Regions from separate parts of the Zea mays genome. Here all the other regions are linked to region 2. The links are chromatin contacts, called in public Hi-C maps. All regions are on one chromosome and are shown on one strand. The core of a region is the stretch at or near the end of the contact, and the rest is flanking DNA. Distances in the headings are between cores, read along the strand shown. Region 1 holds the start of LOC103643907 (receptor protein kinase TMK1). Region 2 holds the start of LOC100282293. Region 3 holds the start of LOC109943537.

What was found. A called contact is a pair of places that touch in the nucleus more often than the background predicts.
Region 1: a Hi-C map of bundle sheath shows a contact between it and region 2, with 4 times the contacts expected there. The contact joins the promoter of LOC103643907 here to the promoter of LOC100282293 in region 2. A contact is called at or near these places in 7 of 25 Hi-C or Micro-C datasets (bundle sheath, ear, endosperm and 2 more).
Region 3: a Hi-C map of ear shows a contact between it and region 2, with 1.8 times the contacts expected there. The contact joins the promoter of LOC109943537 here to the promoter of LOC100282293 in region 2. A contact is called at or near these places in 2 of 25 Hi-C or Micro-C datasets (ear and endosperm).

What each region holds. Positions count from the first base shown.
Region 1 is chr1:275,241,146-275,245,232 of Zm-B73-REFERENCE-NAM-5.0, forward strand. It overlaps LOC103643907 (receptor protein kinase TMK1), which reads right to left and starts at 1,768. Exons shown (of 2, transcript XM_008667078.4): 1 at 1-1,768. The coding sequence starts at 1,274. It also overlaps the pseudogene LOC100383842.
Region 2 is chr1:275,382,075-275,386,218 of Zm-B73-REFERENCE-NAM-5.0, forward strand. It overlaps LOC100282293, which reads left to right and starts at 1,576. Exons shown (of 7, transcript NM_001291590.1): 1 at 1,576-1,705; 2 at 2,759-3,002; 3 at 3,518-3,603. The coding sequence starts at 2,798.
Region 3 is chr1:275,165,703-275,169,981 of Zm-B73-REFERENCE-NAM-5.0, forward strand. LOC109943537 reads right to left here and starts at 2,453. Exons shown (of 1, transcript XM_020546901.3): 1 at 699-2,453. The coding sequence starts at 1,700. The coding sequence ends at 1,134. LOC100304182 reads left to right here and starts at 781. Exons shown (of 1, transcript NM_001165637.1): 1 at 781-2,154. The coding sequence starts at 976. The coding sequence ends at 1,815.

The DNA of each region.
Region 1 (4,087 bases), core at 518-3,017, 140 kb before region 2:
GCAACCTCCTCAGGCACAGTACCAGTGATGTTATTGTTAGCAAGATCTAGCACCTTAAGTGAGCTAATCTTCCCAATGGCCGGTGAGATACTACCACTGAGACCCTTGTTGGCAAAAGTCAGCCCAGTAATGTTACCTTGGATGCAAGTAACACCCGGAAACATACATGGATCATTCCCCCTCCAATCCTCAGCAAGTGCCTTTGGGTACATGAACCCAGCCGCAACCTCAAGCAGCAGGCTCACAAGGGGATTGCACGGCTTCCCGGCTTCCTGCACACAGAACCGCTCTGTATCTGCTTCGATATCAGCATGAAGTCCATTGGGAATCTGAGGCATCGGACCCTGCAGCAAATTATTCGTCAGGGTCACGTTCTTCAGAGCCTTCAGCTTGAAAAGACTCTCAGGCACCGGCCCTGTGAGCATGTTGTCGCGAAGTTGCAAATCCCATAGATCATCAAACCCCGCGAAGTCCGGCAAGGGCCCAGTGAATTCGTTAGAATGCAGCCACAGTTGCTCCAGAGACGTCATGTTGCTGACAAAGCTAATCGACCCATTGAGGTGCGCGCCGTTGAGCCAGAGCTGCACCAGCGGCGCGCCGGCCAGCGACGCCGGTACGGGTCCTGACAGCTGGTTAAAGGAAAGCGACAGCCGCTGGAGCGCCGGCATCGCACCCAAGAAGTCCGGGAGCGTGCCAGAGACGTTGGCACTGATGGCCGAGAAGTTGGCGAGGGAGGCGCAGGCGGCGAGGGAGGCGGGGAGCGTCCACGACGCGAACGGGTTGTAGTCGATGGCGACGGCGGTGAGCCCGGTGAGGCCTTTGAAGAAGTCGGCGGGGATGGAGGCGAAGCTATTGTTATGGGCAAGTAAAACCTGAAGCGAGGAGAGCCCCGGGAGCAAGGGCAGCGGGCCGGAGAGCTTGTTGTCGAAAACCTCGAGGCGGGTGAGCTCGGTGAGGTCGCCCACCTCCGGAGGCAGGGTCCCCGTGAGGCCGCGCGCACCGACCTGGATCGCGGTGACGCGGCCCGACGAGTCGCATGACACCCCGTCCCACCGCTTCGGCGAGCAGGGGTCGCCGGCGACGTCCCATCCCAGCGTCTTGTCCGCGCCAAGCGCCTTCGCCACAGCCCGCATCGCCGCCACGTCCGACGGCGACGTCTCCGCCGCCGCGCCAGCCTCGAGCGCCATCAGAACCAGGACCACGAGCCCGCACCAACGACCCGCGGCGCCCTCGTGCCGCCGCCGCCGCGCGGTGAAGGCGGTGGGGAACGGCATTGCGTCAGAGAGGCAGAGTTAGAGAAGAGAGGAGAAGAGAGAGAGACTGGACTAGTTTTGGAGGTGAGATTTTAAGTGGAGAGAGAGAGAGAGAGAGAGGTAGTACAGGGCACATGGGCAAGGGGAGAGGGCCGGTGGCACATGCGTGGGTCCCGCCCGCCGTGGGTGGGGAAGCAGATTTTAGCTAGGGCTGCAGCCTCCCCGGCGTGATAATGACGGGACTACCCCCTCTCGGTTGCGCCGGTTTGAACCCGGTCTCGCACAGCGGCGAGGGCACGAGAAGCCGGGGCGAGGAAGACGACGCCAGCTGCCCAGCTCACGCCCGCCAACGCGTGGGGACCACGCGGCGGTGGCTGTAAAGCGCCGCGATCCCTGCACCAAAAGGCGGGGCGATTTGCGTCTGTCTCTTCTCTTCTCGCCTGTCTCCGCACTGGAGCAGAGCTGGACGGGCCGCCAGGGGCCCAGAGGCCAGCGTCACGGGTATTCACGAATCCAAGGGACGGGTAAGGTGTGGGACCGCAAGATTGCCGGGTCGAATCGCCACGCCGCTGGGCTCAGCGCGGGCCCGGTGTGTCAGTGGCAAGGTACGGACGGGTAGCCACGGCCGCGTTGGCCGGCGTGCGCGTCCGGCTCCGGAATTCAATGGACGACGGCACGAACAGGTTGGGATCCTTTGTGGCCGGAAACGCTACTGCTGCTGTACCAGTGGTACCACGTTCATGTTGTGTTGTACCCGCTCCTCGCACGGCGCGTAGGCGTAGGGAAATGCTACTGCTGCTGTACGTACGTGCGTGTGGCATCTCTATGCGCGGCTGGCGAGTAATGTTGGCCGGGGCGGGGGCAGCCACGGGCCACCAGGCACCAGCTACCGAAGCGGTGGACTGGTGGAGTGGCGGAGACGCAAGACGGTTTAGTTGGCGTTGTCCACGGCGTCGGAACTCGGAACAGTAAAGAGGCATTGCCCCGCAACGGAGGCAAAGGTAGTGTTGGTGACTTGGTGTGGCCAGAGTCCCCGAATTCGACGATACAGACAACACTATATAGAAATTCTCGGTTAACGGTAATTTTTAGGATTTCGGGGTGTGTCAGCATCTCAGACAGGAGCAATGAGCATACAGCGAGAACAAGTCACGGGACACGAGAGTCCATCGTCCAAACGCTAAGGTTACTGAGACAATATGGGCCAAGTAGTGGGTCGGCTATCTATGGGTCGCTTGATATTCTAGCAGTACTATATAAAAGACAAACACTTGTGTAATAGGGCATGAACAATTTAGCTATCAAACATCAGACAAACTCGTCTTTCTCCCAGATATTCCCTTCTCCAAGTCTCATTCTCCTCTGAGCTCTTCCTCTCCTATCCCCCTTTCCAGGTGTTGCTAACATTTGGTATCAGACTAAGAATCGATCTTGATGGAGACCACGATGCAGGATATTCTAGACGCACTGGCGCGCATGGAGGCACGCTTGACCGATGCACTGGTGGGTCGCTGCGGCGAGCAGTACGCACGCGAGCACACTTCCCCCTTCGATGGATCCGCGCCTCCTCCTTCCATCTTCAACACACAGTACCGCGACGAGGCAATCCTTCCGCCTCTCGTCCACGACGACGCTGCGAAGGTGGCGTCCTTGGATTCAGGAAACGACTTTGGCCTGCAGCAGACCGCCACGGTGCTTGCGTACCTGGGGTCCGACGAGATGCCTTCATTGACCACGCTCCTCGCCGGCTCGGTATTCGACCACTTCATCCCGCCACTCTACGACGACGACCGCTACACCACGCCACAATCGTCTGTCGGTACTATCGCCAACCCTGACGACGACCTCCTCCAGGAGCTCGACGGGTTGGACGAGGACGCCGCGAGCGCCAACGCGGCTGACGACGATTCAGGCGCTGTCCACGTCCATGCGCCGCTCAACCCCGACGCGACGCTCGACTCGAACGTCGACACCAGTGGATCACCGCGCTACCCGTGCCTCCCCGAGGGCGCGACGTTGTTCCGTCGGAACCCGGATAAGAAGATCCACGATGGGCTCATCGGCGGCATCAGCCAGCACATCTGGAGCATCGTGGACGAGGTCGAACACACGACCTCAGGGCTGGTCCAGACGCTCATCGCCGTCGACAGGCACTTCGACCTCATCATCAAGGCGAGGATCAAGCACTTGGATCCGTTACCTCCGCTCGTCCCCAACACCGACGCAGAGGAGGAGGAGGTTCTCACGACCACGTCCACCAGGTGTTCGAGAATGGGCATCAACCGTGGCGCATACTCCGTCCCCAACCTCCTCGTGGTCTGCATCGTGGGCGCACCCAAATTCAACGAATACAGCACCAACCGCGTCCTGCACCGCACGCGGCTACAGCGCCCTCCGCTCTAGCAACTGATCGTCGACCCTGTCAGCGCCGTCCACGGCGGCGACGACTATGAGCTGTCCCACAGCGAGGCAGGCAGTGTTCTCGCGACCGCCGCGCTTCCCAACCCGCGCGAGAAGATCCGTTGTCAGCTCGTCAACAGGACGAGGCTGGCCCGCGACGTCCGCCTCATCTTCTCCCTGACATCGTCGAACCAGGTGCTCAGCCTTCACATGAGCACACATGACTTTGACTGCGCCAGCGTCGACAGGAAGTCCTGCTTGCGGGCGTACACGCTGACGAGCATGGAGGACGAGGTTGGCCACTTCGGCCTCGACGCCAAGGAGTACATCCTGGACGAGCACTCCAAGTTCCTCAATGGCGAGCTCATGAACCAACTCCTGGACCTGCTCCCCCTCGATCCTTACATCGAAGCTGCTCTATCCCCGATTTCTTC
Region 2 (4,144 bases), core at 326-2,825:
ATTAATCTAATCCTATGAGTTCTAATCCTATGAGTTGCGCTAGATCACCTTCCAAATAATTATGAGGGTTGTATTTCTTGGGCAATGTCACTTTTTCTGTGAAATTTGGTTCTGAATAATCACATGTACTTGTAGTGCTTGCGCAACATTACAGTAGCCAATCAATGAATTTGACTTTACGCAGGTGGCGAGCTGGGAGCATAATTGCTGTCATGCAACATCCTTGCAATGTCCTTCGTCCCGCGAGACTCCCACAAGGCGCAGGTTCAGTTTGCACTAGAGCGTGGCGATGATTGGGGTCCTTGCCTCTAATCGGTTCGCTTATCCGGCACATTCCTTTGACATGGCGCACTGATCTCATTGCCTCATCCTATGGCAGCTTTATGGTATGTTGAATTACTATCCCCCAGGACTACAAGCCTTCAATGTCTCCAGCTGATTACCCATTGCTTCCTGCTCCTATGTATGTGCAGATGGGTTGTACTTGATAGAGGTTGATCGTATCCTGCGTCCTAGAGGTTATTTGATTTTGTCTGGACCCCTAATCAACTGGAAGAAACACTGGAAGGGGTGGCACAGGACTAAAGAGGACCTAGATGCAGAGCAGAAAGCCATTGAGGCAGTTGCGAGGAGCCTCTGCTGGAAGAAGATCAAGGAGGAGGACGACATTGCTATCGTGTTATTATACGGTTCCGTTGCAACGCACGAACACTCATCTAGTAAACCATTATTACACGTACTATTAATGGACCAGACGGTGGTTAATGGGCGAAATGGATATAGCTGCCACATGCGGAATGGCAACACTCCCTTTTGAGATGACCCTCATTAGAGATGGCAATGGGTATATACGCGTCGGATAGTAGCATTCGATACCAGTACCCATCACAAAAATTATACCCATTGGGTTATCCATATACACTCGCGGGTATCAAATCTTACCCATGTCTGTACCTGCGTGGGCAATTTTACCCGTCGGGTAACTCGTACCCGTTAAGAAGATCTCAAATTATATTATTCCGATCACTCAAAATGTCAAATAAATACTCAAAAATAAGTTTAACTTGAAATATTACGAACCATATAATTGCACAACATGATAGTTAAATAAACAATAGCTAAAGGAGAGTTTTATTTTATCTATGATGGATTTTTTTAGATAATAATAGTGATATAACATGTGTATATTTTACCCACGGATATATGGGTATGAATAGTATCCACCCTTACTTGTTTACTCAATAGGTAGAAATTGTTACTCATTAACATATCCGCAGGTATCAAAATCATCTATACCTGCGTCGGATAGGGTACCGATCGCCATTTCTAACCCGCATACAGTCGTGCATGTGAAAAAGGAGTTCACGGTTCTGTTTTATCAAGAGAAAAAAAAAAGACCTCACGGTTTCGAGCCCATCAAGCCGTCACGATTTAACAAGTGCTTCGACGAGGCCGGGCCTTGGGCGAATTGCGGCCCATATAGGCGTTCAACTGCATGACAAAGCAAGCGCGGTCACGTCCGAGATGATTTTTTACTTGTCGTGGGCCGTGTCCAGTGGGTGATCCTGTCTCTGACGGTCTGACCCGTCGCCTCCCTCTCCCCTTGACGTGCGGGTGCGGCTCCTCCTCGCCGACGGCGCCAGCGCCGCCTCCCTCGCCCTCTCGGCATAGACCGGCGACGGTAGCTGCATCTTCGAGTCCGCAGGTGCTGACTTCTCACTCGGCAGCCCCCCTCCCCGCTCCTCTTCCTCGCACGTCTTCGCGTTCCAACGGATGTGACATTTCCTCGCGAATCCACGGCTCCTCGGATGGGATGGTAGGTCTGGTTGGGCTCGTCGTTGTCCCAGCGCCTAAGAGAGCGTCCTCCTAATTCTATGCAATAATTTTCTTTTTAACGACTGAGAGCCTCGAATCCTCCTATTATTATGCAATAGAGTTTTTTCTGACTGCTCCACGCGCCGTTCCCCTTGGAAATTTCGACCGCTTTCTCGATCGCCACCTACACGTCTGGTATCATTCCTTCCTCCCGCTCGCTTCGCTTCCTTGCCCTCGCTGCTACCCCACGAAAATTCTCGAATCCCCCCGAACCAAAGGGCGGCAGAGGAGTCGTGCTCCGGTGACGGGCTTGGTTTCGTTCGCTTCCCTCTCGCAGTCTCGCTGCTGATTCGCCGCCCTGTTCGCTTGTTTCTCATGTTCGGAACGCGGTTACTCTCTGTGGGTTTCGTCGTCTGCTGTGTTTTTTTTCGTGGGAGATCGGTGGCATTTTAGTGGCGGAACCTGGGGCTTTTCGCACGAATCGTTTGCAGCGGGGCGCAATTGCTCTTGAGATGGAAGTTGAATTGCATCTGTTGATAATTTCTATCCCTTCCTCCCCTTTTTGGGAGAGATTGGGGGTGCATTCGGACCATTTCCTTCGTCTTTTGCAGTATGTTATTTTGCGTTAGCCCTATGATTGGTTCAATTGCATACCCTATTGTTGATACACTGTTTTCATCTGGATTTTTTGTGCTAATTTTGAAGGGTGAACATCCTGGTCAATTTTGCGCTGTGTATATAGTACTCCGACCAAGTCTTGTACAAGTGCAATTCTCCATGCACCTAATCTCTTAGTCAATGTTCAACTTGTTTGGACCTATAACTTCAGAGCCTTGGTCTTTACTTCCACATTTTCTAGCTCCATATGGCTTCTTTGCTGTACCGCTGCTGAAACTGTACTTAATTCACATTCTGTATTTCTTGACTGTTGTGGTGATTGAAGTGGTTGCAGTGAAAACTAGAAGGGAAGAACAGCCTCCTAATGGATAGGAACAACGAACTGGAAGAGGTGGTCCCAAATGACTCGGACCCTCTTATTGGGAGGGAGAACAGGGAGTCAGAGTCATCGGTAGAGCTGTCACCGCCACAGCCAGCAACTGTGAACCTGCTGGAGATTGAGGATGAAGAGACCGACGGCTCTTCTGCTGCGTGCTGCCGCATTTGCCTTGAGAATGAGTCTGAGATAGGTGATGGTCCCTATGATGCTACCTCAGTGCATTTTTTGTTATGTCAGTTAGTTCACTTTATTTTGATTCAGAAATGCTTCTGCCTGGTGTTAATCTTCTTTCTGGTTGTAACATGTTCAAAAATATGAAGAATACTCATACCTTTGATTTGTTACTTACCTCGTCAATTGGTCTAATAAAATTCTCTGTACTGCATTTACTGTGTGACTAGAGAATATGATATGGCTTGGCCATACTGCCATAGGATACATGCAACAAAATAAGACCAGGAATGTTAGTTTGCTCATGTTGAACAACAACCAATTTGTAATTCAACCTTGGTATGTGAATAAATTGAAATTTATTGCCTGTTTATCAGGATTCATGATGCATATTGGGCTAACATTTGTTTTGGGTAATTGAACCTATAGAAATGATGGATACAATATATTGGTTGGGTGCTTCAGTTTTCTTTCCCTATCCAGCCAACAAATGATGTAACTGAGCTTGTCATTCTTCTTTTAATGTTTTTGCAGGTGATGAGCTAATATCACCTTGCATGTGCAAGGGAACTCAGCAGTTTGTTCACCGTTCTTGTCTTGACCACTGGCGATCTGTTAAGGTACACCCAGTGCTTTCATAACATCTTCCATATCAATTTCCTTCAAGGACATTATATGTGCTGTGTGCTTTTCAATTATATTGCCAACACTAATGCCATTAGGTTGGTAATTGCTAATGAAGACTCTTTGTGGGGTAACTGGAACATATTACATAGAAAATATACACAAGGCAGTGCTGGAGTAGTTGAAGTTTAAATGGAGATTAAGGCATCTATTGTTGGTCAGGTACTCAGGTCATGTGTAATGAGCAAGAAATGGCAATGCTGCATAGATGTTAGGTTTTGTTTTTCTCTGGTGGTAGTAGATGATTGTGTTCCTGCAATGCACAAGAACCCAAGCTTTTTTTTCTTCATTAACCAATTTTTTTCTTTCAAATGGCAGATTTTGACACAAAATCAGATTTTTGACATGTACTGGCAGTACACTACTTGTTAGAAGTTGAGCCGCATCTCTTCAAGCTATTTTTTTCAGCTTGATCTGGAGGTTAAACTGTAGAATGCATGGTCTTGGCTGCCATTTCTGTGTCACGTAAAGTCTAGC
Region 3 (4,279 bases), core at 1,203-3,702, 220 kb before region 2:
CATATTAGGGTTTTGGTTTTGCTTAGATAATATCTATCATCAAATAGTGTCATCGTTCATTGGTTTGTGAGACCTCACCTCATGATCAATGCAATTTTGATTGTGTTTTTCTTGTTTTTGTTTTTGTTCTTGATTGCGCTTGGAGGGGATAAGCCTTCGTGACGAGGTCACTCATGCCACGGGTGATAACCAATGACACAATCGTGTACTGATTGCGAGTATGCGTTCGATCGGAGTCTTGGATCATCAATGTTGAGATCTCCATCAAATCAAATTATCACACCTCACGAAATATTAGGCCTCAATCACTGATGAACTCAGATACGGTAGTTTCTGTCCACTTCGATTGTGACATGCAGTATGGGTAGCTTCTGGATTGGGATGCAGATAGTTTCTTCCCTAATTGCAAGCTCGGAGCAAGCTATGAATAACACGAGCAAAAAGGAAAAGGAGAGGAGGAGGCCTATCATATAATCAAAGCCACATAGCTAGTCAGTATCTGTGTCATTACCACCGGGCACCGGATTGCCAAAATCTCATGGAGGGAATGGCACCCAGCAGCAACGAGATGGCGGCTTCCATCCTCTGTGTGTCGAGGAAAATAACAACATTTTGGACCTCGAAGTGGAGGCCTAAGAGGAAGCGCTGTTGCAGAGCAGGGTGAACGAGGAGCCTAGTGTTACAAAATATTGTACACGTGATCAAGGCCCATCCAACCATCCATTTGTTATAGTTATTATCCAAGGGTCACACCCCTTGGAGACCCTTTTGTACATATGTATATAAAGAGGATCTCTGCAATAAACAAGATAACAGTCCTATCATTTGTCTCTCCCTCTCCACTGATTCTACTATTGAGCACTCAACTCTTAATACGTTATCAACACTGTCCCAAGAAAGATCAGAGGAAGAAGGAAGAACACTTGCTATTCTTGACAAAAACAACAATAGTGATATGCAAATCAACAGCAAGGTATGAAGCAAACCATTTCCATGCGCATACGTCGTATGCACAAAGTTCTGCACATTGTTGATGATGCGAGGTTGGAGGCGTTTGCTGCTGGGCAAGACACAACACTTCCACCAGTGCATGCCATCCCTGAACGCCGTGTGCAAGTGCAAAACGTGCACTTCTATGTTCTCCATGGATGGACAGTGGTGGTTCCACTGTCGGTGGTGGAGTGCGGCCTCCCCACTGTGTCCCCGTCACCACCGGTGCCGGTGGGTGACGCGGGGTCATCTACATCCGCACCCATGGACGTCGATCTAGTGGTACCACCGCCTCCTCGACCCACTACAACGACAGTTGCTTGTCGTTCCCCATCTCCGCCTACTTTGGTGGTCGTTGGGACCATCGCTGCCCGTCGTGGACAGCTCCTCGCGCCGTTGATGCCACGCGCGACCGCATCATCTTCACTGGCCACCGCCCAAACGGGGTGGCCCCATCTTCCTCCCCAAATGGGAGGGCCTAATGGCCCTCTGTCCGGCTGGTGGTGGTTGCCGCCACGACGGCCGGTTGGGGGGAGGGGTGGGGGAGCAGGGATACAGCCCCTGCGCGGGCGCCACTTGGAGCATCTCCGGTGTGGGCAAGATCCAGTCGGCCCATGGCGCTTGGTGCGGCGCAGGACTGGACCATGGCAGGTGGCTATGGCACCGACTGCTGTCTCGGGCACGGACGCCGACCGCGGCATGGCAGCCATGGCGCGATGCAAGAAGCCCACCCGGCGGCTCCTCGGTGAGCGCGCTCGGCCGGCGCGGGTGCTTGGCACCAGACTATGGCTCGCCCCCGGTGCTGGTTCGGTCGGCCCTTGGTAGTGGCGCTCCGGTGCCCGAGGTGGCCCGGCGTGGGGGCGCTCGGCGAGGAAGCCCAGGCGCGACCGTCCGAGGAGAGGATGGCCAGGCGAGGGCTGGATCCCGGCGTGGGCACGCTTGGCTCGGAGAATGGCGCCAGGCGTGGCTCCCAAGCCTGCTCCTTACGTGACCTCCTGGCGTGCGGAATGAGGTGGCCGGCTGGCGGAAGACTCCTGCTCGTGAAGCAGACAGCCTGTGCGGCGGCGTCAGCCCAGCGGATCAGGAGCTTGGTGGCGCAGACCGTGGAGGCGCAGACCACACGGCGGCGACGTCGGCTGCAGGGTCTAGGTGGTTAGGGTTTCCTTTTGAAACCCTAGCCACCCCATATAGAATAGGCGTGTGGCTCCCTAGTGGGCTGCCTGGCTGGGCCAGTGTGCTAGCCACCAGTCTGCTGCCTGGTCCGCCTGGTTGGCCGCCTGGGCTGCTTCCATGGACCAGAAAAGGCCCATTTTATCATTTTAATTCTGAAATTTAGTACAAAACTCAGTTTTTATATGTAATTTCTGTTCTAACTTGTGTTAGGCGTCTAAATTTGTTATTTAGATTGCGGATTGCTACATATATTGTAAATACCTGTCCGTTTTATTATGAATATAGCAGACTTTAGTTCGTGAATTATTGTTTGTTTTTACATTAATAATTCACATATCTGTACTTGCTATTATTTTGCATTCTTTTATGTTTGCATACAAATATAGCATTTTATTAAGTTCATACTTAATAATTTTCATGCAAAATAAAATTATATTATTTTGGATTAATAGCATAGGGAGATAGAGTCTTAAGCATTGGCTGCGCTAAATTCTTTTATTAAATTTAGTAGCCCAGAGACCGTGCTTAAGACATCATTTTAAATGCCTATCTCTATGAGGTCTACATCTCCCGAGATGATTACCTATACGTGCTATCCAAAATAACAGGATATAGAGTTCTTGAATATTATTTTGATAATTAGTCGAGCATGGGTAATGGAGACCTAAGCATTGGCTGCAGTTTGTTCATTAATGAACTTATCAGCCCTGAGACCGTGCTTTTAGGCAGCAAGTTTCTTGCCCACTACTAGGAGATCTACCTCATTAATTTGAGGATTATCTATACAATGCTCACTAATATTCAAAGTATTTATTCGATTAGAAGGTTTGGAACCTTCAGGCAACTCATATCACATGTAATTTTAAGGTTTTTGCATTTGACCTTACAACATCACCATTGTGACTATTAATTTATGAGTAAATTAATGGATGTCCATGGTCATGACTGTAGGAACATGTCAACCAAAGAGTTCGAGGAACTCGCCCTAGATGGGCATAACTACCCAACTTGGGCTTCAGATATTGAAATAACTTTTGCTTCTCGTGGGATCATTGATGTTATAGCAGCACCTATCACGGGTACTGCTCCAGCTAATGAAGTGAAAAATAACACTGCACTTTTCCTTTTGAGACTTTATATCCATAAGGACCTTAAGCAGGAGTACTTATGGAGAGATGACCTCACAACTTGTGGAAAGCTCTAAAAGAGCGCTATGAACAACAGAAGGAACTCATATGGCCGTCAGCCAACCATGAGTGGAACCACCTTCGCCTGCAAGATTTTAAATCTGTCACAGAATATAACCATGCTCTTCATAGTATTTGTTCTAAATTAAATTTTTGCGAGAAAGAGCCCTCTAAAGCAGATAAGATAGAGAAGACTCTATCTACCATGCTCCTAGAGGATAGGATATTGCACCAGTAGTATCGCTCTAACAATTTCTAGAGATATTCTCAACTCATGCACACATTGACCCAAGCAGAAAAACATCATGAGCTTCTTCTAAAGAATGCTCAGTGGCACCCTCTAGGGTCTACCCCACTGCCTGAGGTGCATTTCAATGTGCATAAGACTGAGAATAAGAAAGGATTCAAGAAAGAATCCCCCTGGACCTCGCAAATTCAATAAGCGCAAATTCCACAAGAAAGGGCAAGGAAAGGGAAAAGGCAAGCCTCTACCATCTAAGGGCAACAGAGTTTGCCATAAATGTGGTACTGAGGGCCATTTTGCTAGGGACTGCACTTGCCCTAAGCACCTTGTTCTTTTGTATCAACAATCCCTAAAGAAGGAAAAGTCTGATAAGCCTAGTTTTGAGGCTCATTTCAATTCTGCTGAAGCATCAACTGAGGTTGGCAGTTCTTCACTGGCTTCTACTGAACTGAAGAAAACTCTTACTAAAGAGCACCTCAATGCTGTTGACAACAAGCCTCTCCTTCTACAATAAGATGAAACTGATGATATTGTTGGGGGCCTTCGGCTTCCGAAGGTCCTCAAAAACATGATTTGACAATATTTTTCGAGTGAAACATGTGAACAAGTATCTTCGGAGTCAGGTTGCGGGTGTACAAGAGCATGGTTAAGACGAAGCTTGACTGGGATGGAAAGCGACCACGAT